Regions from separate parts of the Mus musculus genome. Here region 1 is linked to region 2. Evidence: chromatin contacts called from public promoter capture Hi-C data. All regions are on one chromosome and are shown on one strand. The core of a region is the stretch at or near the end of the contact, and the rest is flanking DNA. Distances in the headings are between cores, read along the strand shown. Region 1 holds the start of A530088E08Rik (RIKEN cDNA A530088E08 gene). Region 2 overlaps Brd4 (bromodomain containing 4).

Region 1 (3,990 bases), core at 521-3,020, 190 kb before region 2:
CTTCCTTCCTTCCTTTCTCTTTCTTTCTTTCTCTCTTTCTTTCTTACTTTCTTTCCTTCTTTCTTTCTTCTTTAGTTTTTTTATTCTTTGATACAGGGTCTTGCAGGAGAGCCCTGGCTCCCCCTTGAACTCACAAGCTTCCTGCCTCAGATTCCTAAGTACTAGATTTTTATGTGTGTGTGTAGTTATCACTCTGAGTAAAGGTTAGGACTCTATACTAGATGACTGAACTCACACAGGGTATACTCTTCAGCTTTTGCTTTTGTTCCGCACTGTGATTCGTCTGACATCATTAGTTAAAGAATTTATTCATTTTCCTTGCTATACGATACTCTTCGGTGTGGAAATGTCACTGAGTATTTGTCCAGCTGTCAGTGGACACCTGGGGTCTATGGAGTCCTTAGGTGCAGTGTTGGTGGCCATGTCTATTGGATGTCTGCCTAGCAGGGGAAATACTGGATCTGAGGAGAGCCACATAACCATGCTAGAACAAGGACTGGAGGTGTGGCACAATGAGGGCTACAACTGTCACGAACATGCAATCTTTAGTTCTAACTTAACACTGGTTTGGGGAACGTCTAGCCAAGAGTCCAAGGCCAGCCTGGGCTACAACACATGCCGTGAGCTCAAGGCCCGGTCTGTATAATAAAAAATGAAAAGACGGCTAGGCATGTGGCTAAGTAATAGAGCATAGGCCTTGCACCCAGGCCCTAGGTTCCACTCCCAAGGTGGAGGGGCTGGTGAATGGCTCAGCGGGTAATGTCACTTGCCATGTACGATCCGGAGTTCCAGCCTCCAATCTCACACAAAGGTGGGAGAGAACTGACTCTACCTCCACATGGCTGTCCTTTGATCACCATATGAGCACTATAGCATCCACACACACACAAATAATAAATCCATTCCAATAAAATTGTGGCAGCTTCCCTACATAAGTGAGTCTTTCCACACTCCGGCCACCAGGAGACTTTAGGGGGCCTTGCTAGCCAGCATTTATCCAAGATGTTCCCATTTCACAGAAGGCAACTGAAGCTCAAAGAGAAGTATGTACTGCCTCCTAGACCTTCTCGTCAGAAGCCAGAACTGCCAACCTCTCTTCCACCCCGCCACCTCCGCATCCTGCCCCCATCATGCCCTCCCAGCCTGACTGTAAAGGGGGGGGGGCGGGGGAGACAAGACAGGGTCACGTGGAGCTAGGTTCTGAGGAAGGAAGCTAGGCACAGTACAGACGGCTGCTGGTTCTGGACTGGCCAGGAAATCAAGGTAAGGGAGGGTGTACGTGTGGCATCCTCAAGTATGTTCCTGGAGGCGAAGCTGAGAAGAGACCAGGGAAGATGAAGCCAGAATGTGGGCAGACAATGTTCAGAACCTTTTGGTCTCGCAGCAGAGACTCCTCCGCCATGGACCCACCGTTGCAGAGTGAAGAAGATTCCCAAACGCAGCCCTCGCTGCCCTCTCCGCTGACATCCTACCGCTGGCACACTGGAGGCAGTGGGGAAAAGGCTGCTGGAGGGTTCCGCTGGGGCCGCTTTGCAGGCTGGGGAAGGGCCCTGAGCCATCAGGAGCCCATGGTGAACAGCCAGCCAGCCCCCAGATCTCTGTTTCGTCGGGTCCTCTCTGCACCCCCTAAGGAGTCACGGTCCAATCGCCTCCGGTTTTCCAAGACCCTGTGGGGAAGGCACAAGAACGTGGCACCACTGGAACCCAAGCCAAATCCGAAGGCCCCAGGTACGCTCTCCCCCAATCCAGCTGGGGCTAGGCTGGGTGGCCGGAAGCCTGGGTGTTTGTCTGTCAATCTAGCATCAGCCCTCTAGACACAGGAAGTTGTGGGGAGTATGAAAGCCCAGCAGGAAGCGGCTGGGGCCCCTAGCAGCGCTCATCTCTCTTTCCCCCTAAACTGGGGCGAGGAAGACTGGCAGGACCCGTAGGCAGCTGGGGTTCAGCTGAGAAAGGAGCATTGAATGGATGCATGCACCTTAGTACTGTGAGGATGTCTAATTGTTCTTGGCACTGACGGTTGTTGTCTTCGGTATCCAGTAGACCAAGCCGTTGGCTACATGTGGATTTGAGCTGCCATATATACATAGCCTATGTCTTACTTTGTTTCCTTGAATGTGAAATTCCCCTTCTCTGCCTTAAAGACAACATTCATTCATTCATTCATTCATTCATTCAAGCAGATGTTCATTCAGTGTGTGTGTGTGTGTGTGTGTGTGTCCTTTATCACAACACGTGTTGAGGTCAGAGGACAACCTGCATTTATTTATTTATATTAGAAAGGAGCAAGCAAGCCATGGTTCCTGGAGTCAAAGGACAACTTTCAGGAGTCAGTTCTCTCCTTCAATTACGTGAGTCCTGGGGATCAAACTCAGACAGCCTTGGAGGCAAGCACCTTTATTTGCTGAGCCATCTTGCTGGGCCAAGCAGAAGTTTTTTGAGCATCGAATTGGTCCCTGAGTGAAGCACTAAGGAGAGATGTCAGCAAAGCAGATGACACTCCCTGCCCTGTGGAGTTCACGTTGTAGTGGGTGGGGGAGGAACAGTTACAAACCTGCTGCAAAATGAGAACTGGGAGACTAGTGGACACTAGGAAGATTAGAGACCAGGGCCTAGCATATACTAAGAGATCCAATTGTAGGAAAGAGTTAGGGCCTCGGATGTGGCTCGGTGATAGAGCACTTGCTTAACATGGGAGGGGTTGTGGGATTGTGGGTTTTACACCCACCACCAAGAAAAAAAGAAGAGTTGTATGTATCACCTCTAGTGGTAAAATCGGGTTGAAAATACACCTAAAAGGTTGGTTCCGGGCTGGAGAGATGGCTCAGTGGTTAAGAGCTCTGACTGCTCTTCTGAAGGTCATGAGTTCAAATCCCAGCAACCACATGGTGGCTCACAACCATCCATAATGAGATCTGATGCCCTCTTCTGGTGTGTCTGAAGACAGTTACAGTGTACTTACATATAATAAATAAATAAATCTTTAAAAAAAAGAAAGATTGGTTGAGCTGGCGTTTGCTGGAAGCTCATGGTTAGTTCAGCTCTTTTCCTGGAAAGTTTTGAAATGCCTTCCATTCATCAGGGTTAGGACTACTAAAATCCCAGCACTTGGAAGGCAGGAGCAGGAAGATGATCAGTCTTGAGTTCTAGGCCTGCGTAAGCCATGTAACAAGGCTTTATCTCAAAACAACTGAGGCTCTGGCGAGGTGACCGGCAAGTCAAAGCACCTGGTGGAAACCCTGAGCCCACATGGCCAAGGAGAGACTGACACCTAAGTGTTGCCCTTCCCCTTCCTGAACCCACACAAATAAATCAATAAAGTCAAGCTGTTCTCCGGCCTCCACTTGTGCCATGGCAAATGTGTGTGCACAAGCACAAACTAAATAAATGTCATAGAAACAGCTCAGCCTTCATGTTATATTTAGAAAAGTGGTTTCATATTATGGGGATTTTTTTTTCCAAGATAGGCTCTTGCTGCATAGACCTGGCTGTCCTCAGACTCACAGATCTGCCTGTCCCTGTCTCCTGTTTGTGGGGATTAAAGGTGTGCACCACCAGGCCCAATTCTTTCTTTCTTTCTTTCTTTCTTTCTTTCTTTCTTTCTTTCTTTCTTTCTTTCTTTTTTTCTTCCTTCCTTCCTTCCTTCTTTCCTTCCTTCCTTCTTCCTTTCTTTTTTTCCAGTTTAGGGACTCACACACAAAAGGCAAGTGCTCTACTACTGGGCTAAGCGCCCAGCCCTGCAGCAGTATTCTGAGGCCCTGTAAAGTGCCAGAGCTGGCCCACTACACAGGCTCCAGACAGTGCTTTCTACCAAACAAGCATGTTCCTTCCTAGCTCAGCATCTCCCACTACTCCCACAGCGGGGATTGGGGTAGTCCACTGGTGGAGGGTATGCTTAGTACAAGCCGAGCCCGGGGCTCAGTCCCCAGCACCATAGATCCTAACTGACTGCAGACACTTCCGTCCAGCCTTTACTGCCCTTCCCTTGATTTG
Region 2 (3,668 bases), core at 335-2,834:
TCTCTCTCCATAGGCATATTCTCACATAGATACATACACAAAATAAGTTTTTTTAAAAAGATTCATTTCAGGCCAGATAGTGGTGGCGCACGCCTTTTGATCCCAGCACTTGGGAGACAGAGGCTGGCGGATTTCTGAGTTCAAGGCCAGCCTGGTCTACAGAGTGAGTTTCAGGACAGCCAGGGCTATACAGAGAAACCTTGTCTCCAAAAAAGAAAACAAAATTCATTCCTTTGTTTGTTTGTTTGTTTGTTTATTATATGTATAATGTCCTGCCTGCATGTATGCCTGCCTGCAGGTTAGAAGAGGACACCACATCTCAGTAATAGATGGGTATGAGCCACTGTGTGGTTGCTGGGAACTGAAATCAGGACCTGTTGACGAGAAGCCAGTGATCTCAACCTCTTGAGCTATCTCTCCAACCCTGAACACAATTTAAATTTAAACCAACTTAAGTTTCTTTTCTTTTTCTTTTTCTTTTTTTTTTACATTTTTCGAGACAGGGTTTCTCTGTGTAGTCCTGGCTGTCCTGGAACTCACTCTGTAAACCACGCTGGCCTCGAACTCAGAAATCTGCCTCTCAAGTGCTGGGCGTGCGCCACCACACCCTGCCCAACTTAGGTTTCTTAATTAGGCTATGTTGCAGGAATAGAATTTACTTGGAAAAGTTATATAGAAAAGGAAAACTTCCTTTCCACCTTCATTCTAGAAGATTTGTAGTAACTGCAGCCCATGTGCTTACAGGACTTTAATTTGTTGAGGAGGTGGGCACAAGTTCCTTGTGGTTGTAATTGTTTAATAGGGAAAAAGAAACTGGAAAGACATTTGGCGCCTATTTTAGGTCCCAGAGGTAGGCAGGTTTTACTATGGGCCTTGGTTTGTTCAAGCTTCCTCCCAAGCACGTGGCACCGCCTACTGAACTTTCAATTTTTGTATCCCAAAATTTTAAATGGGTTTCTACTTCCAACTTTGGCTTCTGGACTGTTTCATCTGAGATAACTTAGACACTGTGACCCCCCCAGCACCTGAATTTGTATTGAAAGGGCTTTTACCTACCTACCTTCCTTCCTTCCTTCCTTCCTTCCTTCCTTCCTTCCTTCCTTCCTTCCTTCCTTCCTTCCCATTTTGGTTTTTCAAGACAGGGTTTCTCTGTGTAGCCCTGGCAGTCCTGGAACTTACTTTGTAGACCAGGCTGGCTTCAAACTCAGAAATCCACCTGCCTCTGCCTCCCAAGTGCTGGGATTAAAGGCGTGTGTCACCACACCCGACCTTATGATTTCTTTATCACATACAGCCTGCTTAGTATTCTAATACACACACACACACACACACACAGAGTTTACCTACATGAGCTGACCTAGGCCCTCTGCATATATGTTCGGTGACACCATCAATGTTGGATCCTCATTGGAACTCCTGGTTATTCTCTCGTTGCCCGTGTCATGGAGATCCTGCAGCTTTGGATCAGCAGGACTGGCCCAAGTGTTTGCAAATTATACTAAGTTTGGGATGAGCATACTCAGTGCCCTGGATCTGGGCATGGGAGGTAGCTGAGCTGGTCAGCACACTGGCTATCCCTTATTTGCACCACCAGGGTGAGTTCTCTAGCACTTCTCCAGGTAGGCCTCCCAAAATGACTCCATCAGCAGGAAAGTCAGGGTCAGCTTTCATGCCCTCAGGTGCTTTCTTGCACCCAATATCTCCAGAGCCAGCTCCAATCTGCTGCCCAGTCAAGGCTACTCCTAACTGCTGCAAGTACACTGTAGCTATCTTCAGACACTCCAGAAGAGGGCGCCAGATCTTGTTACAGATGGTTGTGAGCCACCATGTGGTTGCTGGGATTTGAACTTCAGACCTTCGGAAGAGCAGTCGGGTGCTCTTACCCACTGAGCCATCTCACCAGCCCGGTTATTCCATTCTTAAAGCAGGTCTTTAAAAAAAATCTTTCTGGGAAGCCAACCTTATTCCTTATATGTCTATTCTGTGAGTTGTTGTTGGATTGACTGTGGCCTCCCCAACATAGGCGGGAGGAGTACAGATTGCCAGTTGGTTGCCTGTGTGTGATTTGATTCCTAGGAGCACAGGCAGGGACTACTGCTCTATGAGTTCTGTAACTCCATGTAACTGTCAGCTGGTCTCAGAGTCTGTGTGTGTGTGTGTGTGTGTGTGTGTGTGTGTGTGTGTGTGTGTGTGTGTGTTCCTCTGCCCAGAATCCCAGTGGCTTCTGTGGCTTCTGCTCTGGTTGGTTATACTTCACAAGGTACCCCTTATTGCCATAAGCACTGTACACCGCTAGCCAGCATTCCTAGAGATGCATGATCCATAGGCTTATTCAGTTACATGGACTACTCCGAGTAATAGGAAGGCAGATGTAGACACATACACATGTGCATTCTACTGGGAATATTCAACTCAGCCTTTGCCAGCATTCTTTTCTCTATGTAGGAGGCCAGCAAAAACCTCATGTCAGAGAGCTCCAGACCTGTAAGGAGGTTTGGGCATCTTCTCTGGGGGTCTTGCTCATGGCCTAACACTTACTAAGAACCCTCAAACTAAAGTTCTCAGAAGACTAGTTTTTTTTTTGTTTGTTTGTTTTTTGTTTTTTTTTAACTTTGGTCACTGTTTCCTCCAAGGAACAAATCTGGTCCCAGGCATTCCGAGGGCTGAACACCCACATAAGCGTGGCTTTCTCTCCCCAGGATGTGTTTGAAATGCGCTTTGCCAAGATGCCTGATGAGCCTGAAGAGCCAGTTGTTACAGTGTCCTCTCCTGCAGTGCCACCCCCTACAAAGGTGGTAGCCCCACCCTCATCTAGTGACAGCAGCAGCGACAGTTCTTCCGACAGCGACAGTTCCACTGACGACTCTGAGGAAGAGCGAGCCCAGCGGCTGGCTGAACTCCAGGAACAGGTGAGAGAATCTGGTTTTATGTGCAGAAGCCAGGATAGTAGTTAGTTTCTCACGGGATTCTAAGAGATGTTCTCAACTCTACCTTTTTAAAAAGCTCCTTGTGGCATTTCCTCTTTCTCAGCAGCATGTTATTCCTACAGATAGATATGCTGTGTGTTTTGAGTAAAGGTGAGATACAGACATTTTCTGTGAGAATAGACTTTAGGATCCTGGGGCTGTTTGTTTGTCTACAATAATCTTACCTTTGAGTTAGTCACCAAGCCCTAGTGTTTCAGTTTACTCTTTACCTAACCCTTAGAAACCTTCCTCCGTCCTTCCTCCCTCTTCTCTGCCCTTCTACCCACTTCACTGCTCCTCTACCTCTGCACAATAAACCTCTCCCACGTGGAACCACCAAAAAAAAAAAAAGAAGCCTTTATCCCGGAAACATCCTGGGACTAAGATAGCCAGGAGATTTAGCATCTGTCAGGCTATTCAACTTCTCTGTTGTGGAGGACGGTAGCAGTCCTTGGAGATCAAGGAGTGGGTAAGCACACCTTAGGGATCTCATTAATGTGGCAGGAAGCCAGCGTGCCCTCTGCTTCTACCATACCCACAACTCAACACTCAGGTATACAGTTTTACATGATACAGAGCTATCCTCCAGGGTTTAGGTAGTGAGAAGAACATTTAGTCCTGGTAGTGGGTGTGTTAGTTTGCATCTGAGGCAGGTTCCCACTAAAAGTTTGGCTAGTAACTCAAAGAGATCCACCTACCTCT

What was found. Promoter capture Hi-C pulls out the DNA fragments that hold promoters and counts their contacts.
Region 1: a contact with region 2 is called in a promoter capture Hi-C map of stem cell-derived epiblast-like cells, with 2.0 times the contacts expected there. The contact joins the promoter of A530088E08Rik here to the enhancer-like site in region 2. A contact is called at or near these places in 4 of 39 promoter capture datasets (the C10 cell line, the HPC-7 cell line, liver and 1 more), 1 of 115 datasets of contacts at active chromatin or transcription factors (embryonic stem cells) and 3 of 9 other capture datasets (adipose tissue, liver and pancreatic islet).

The regions. Positions count from the first base shown.
Region 1 is chr17:32,400,794-32,404,783 of GRCm38.p6, reverse strand. A530088E08Rik (RIKEN cDNA A530088E08 gene) reads right to left here and starts at 1,770. Exons shown (of 1, transcript NR_029458.1): 1 at 1-1,770. Rasal3 (RAS protein activator like 3) reads left to right here and starts at 1,203. Exons shown (of 18, transcript NM_001374604.1): 1 at 1,203-1,263; 2 at 1,385-1,728. The coding sequence starts at 1,401.
Region 2 is chr17:32,213,872-32,217,539 of GRCm38.p6, reverse strand. It overlaps Brd4 (bromodomain containing 4), which reads left to right. Exons shown (of 20, transcript NM_020508.4): 9 at 2,700-2,909. Among named protein-coding and RNA genes, the nearest start is that of Ephx3, 26 kb to the right of the region's middle. Within about 2 kb of position 1,584, at least 9 of the 459 cell types and tissues checked have an H3K27ac peak or open chromatin away from gene starts, as enhancers often do. A contact at or near this core is called in stem cell-derived epiblast-like cells, where this site is marked.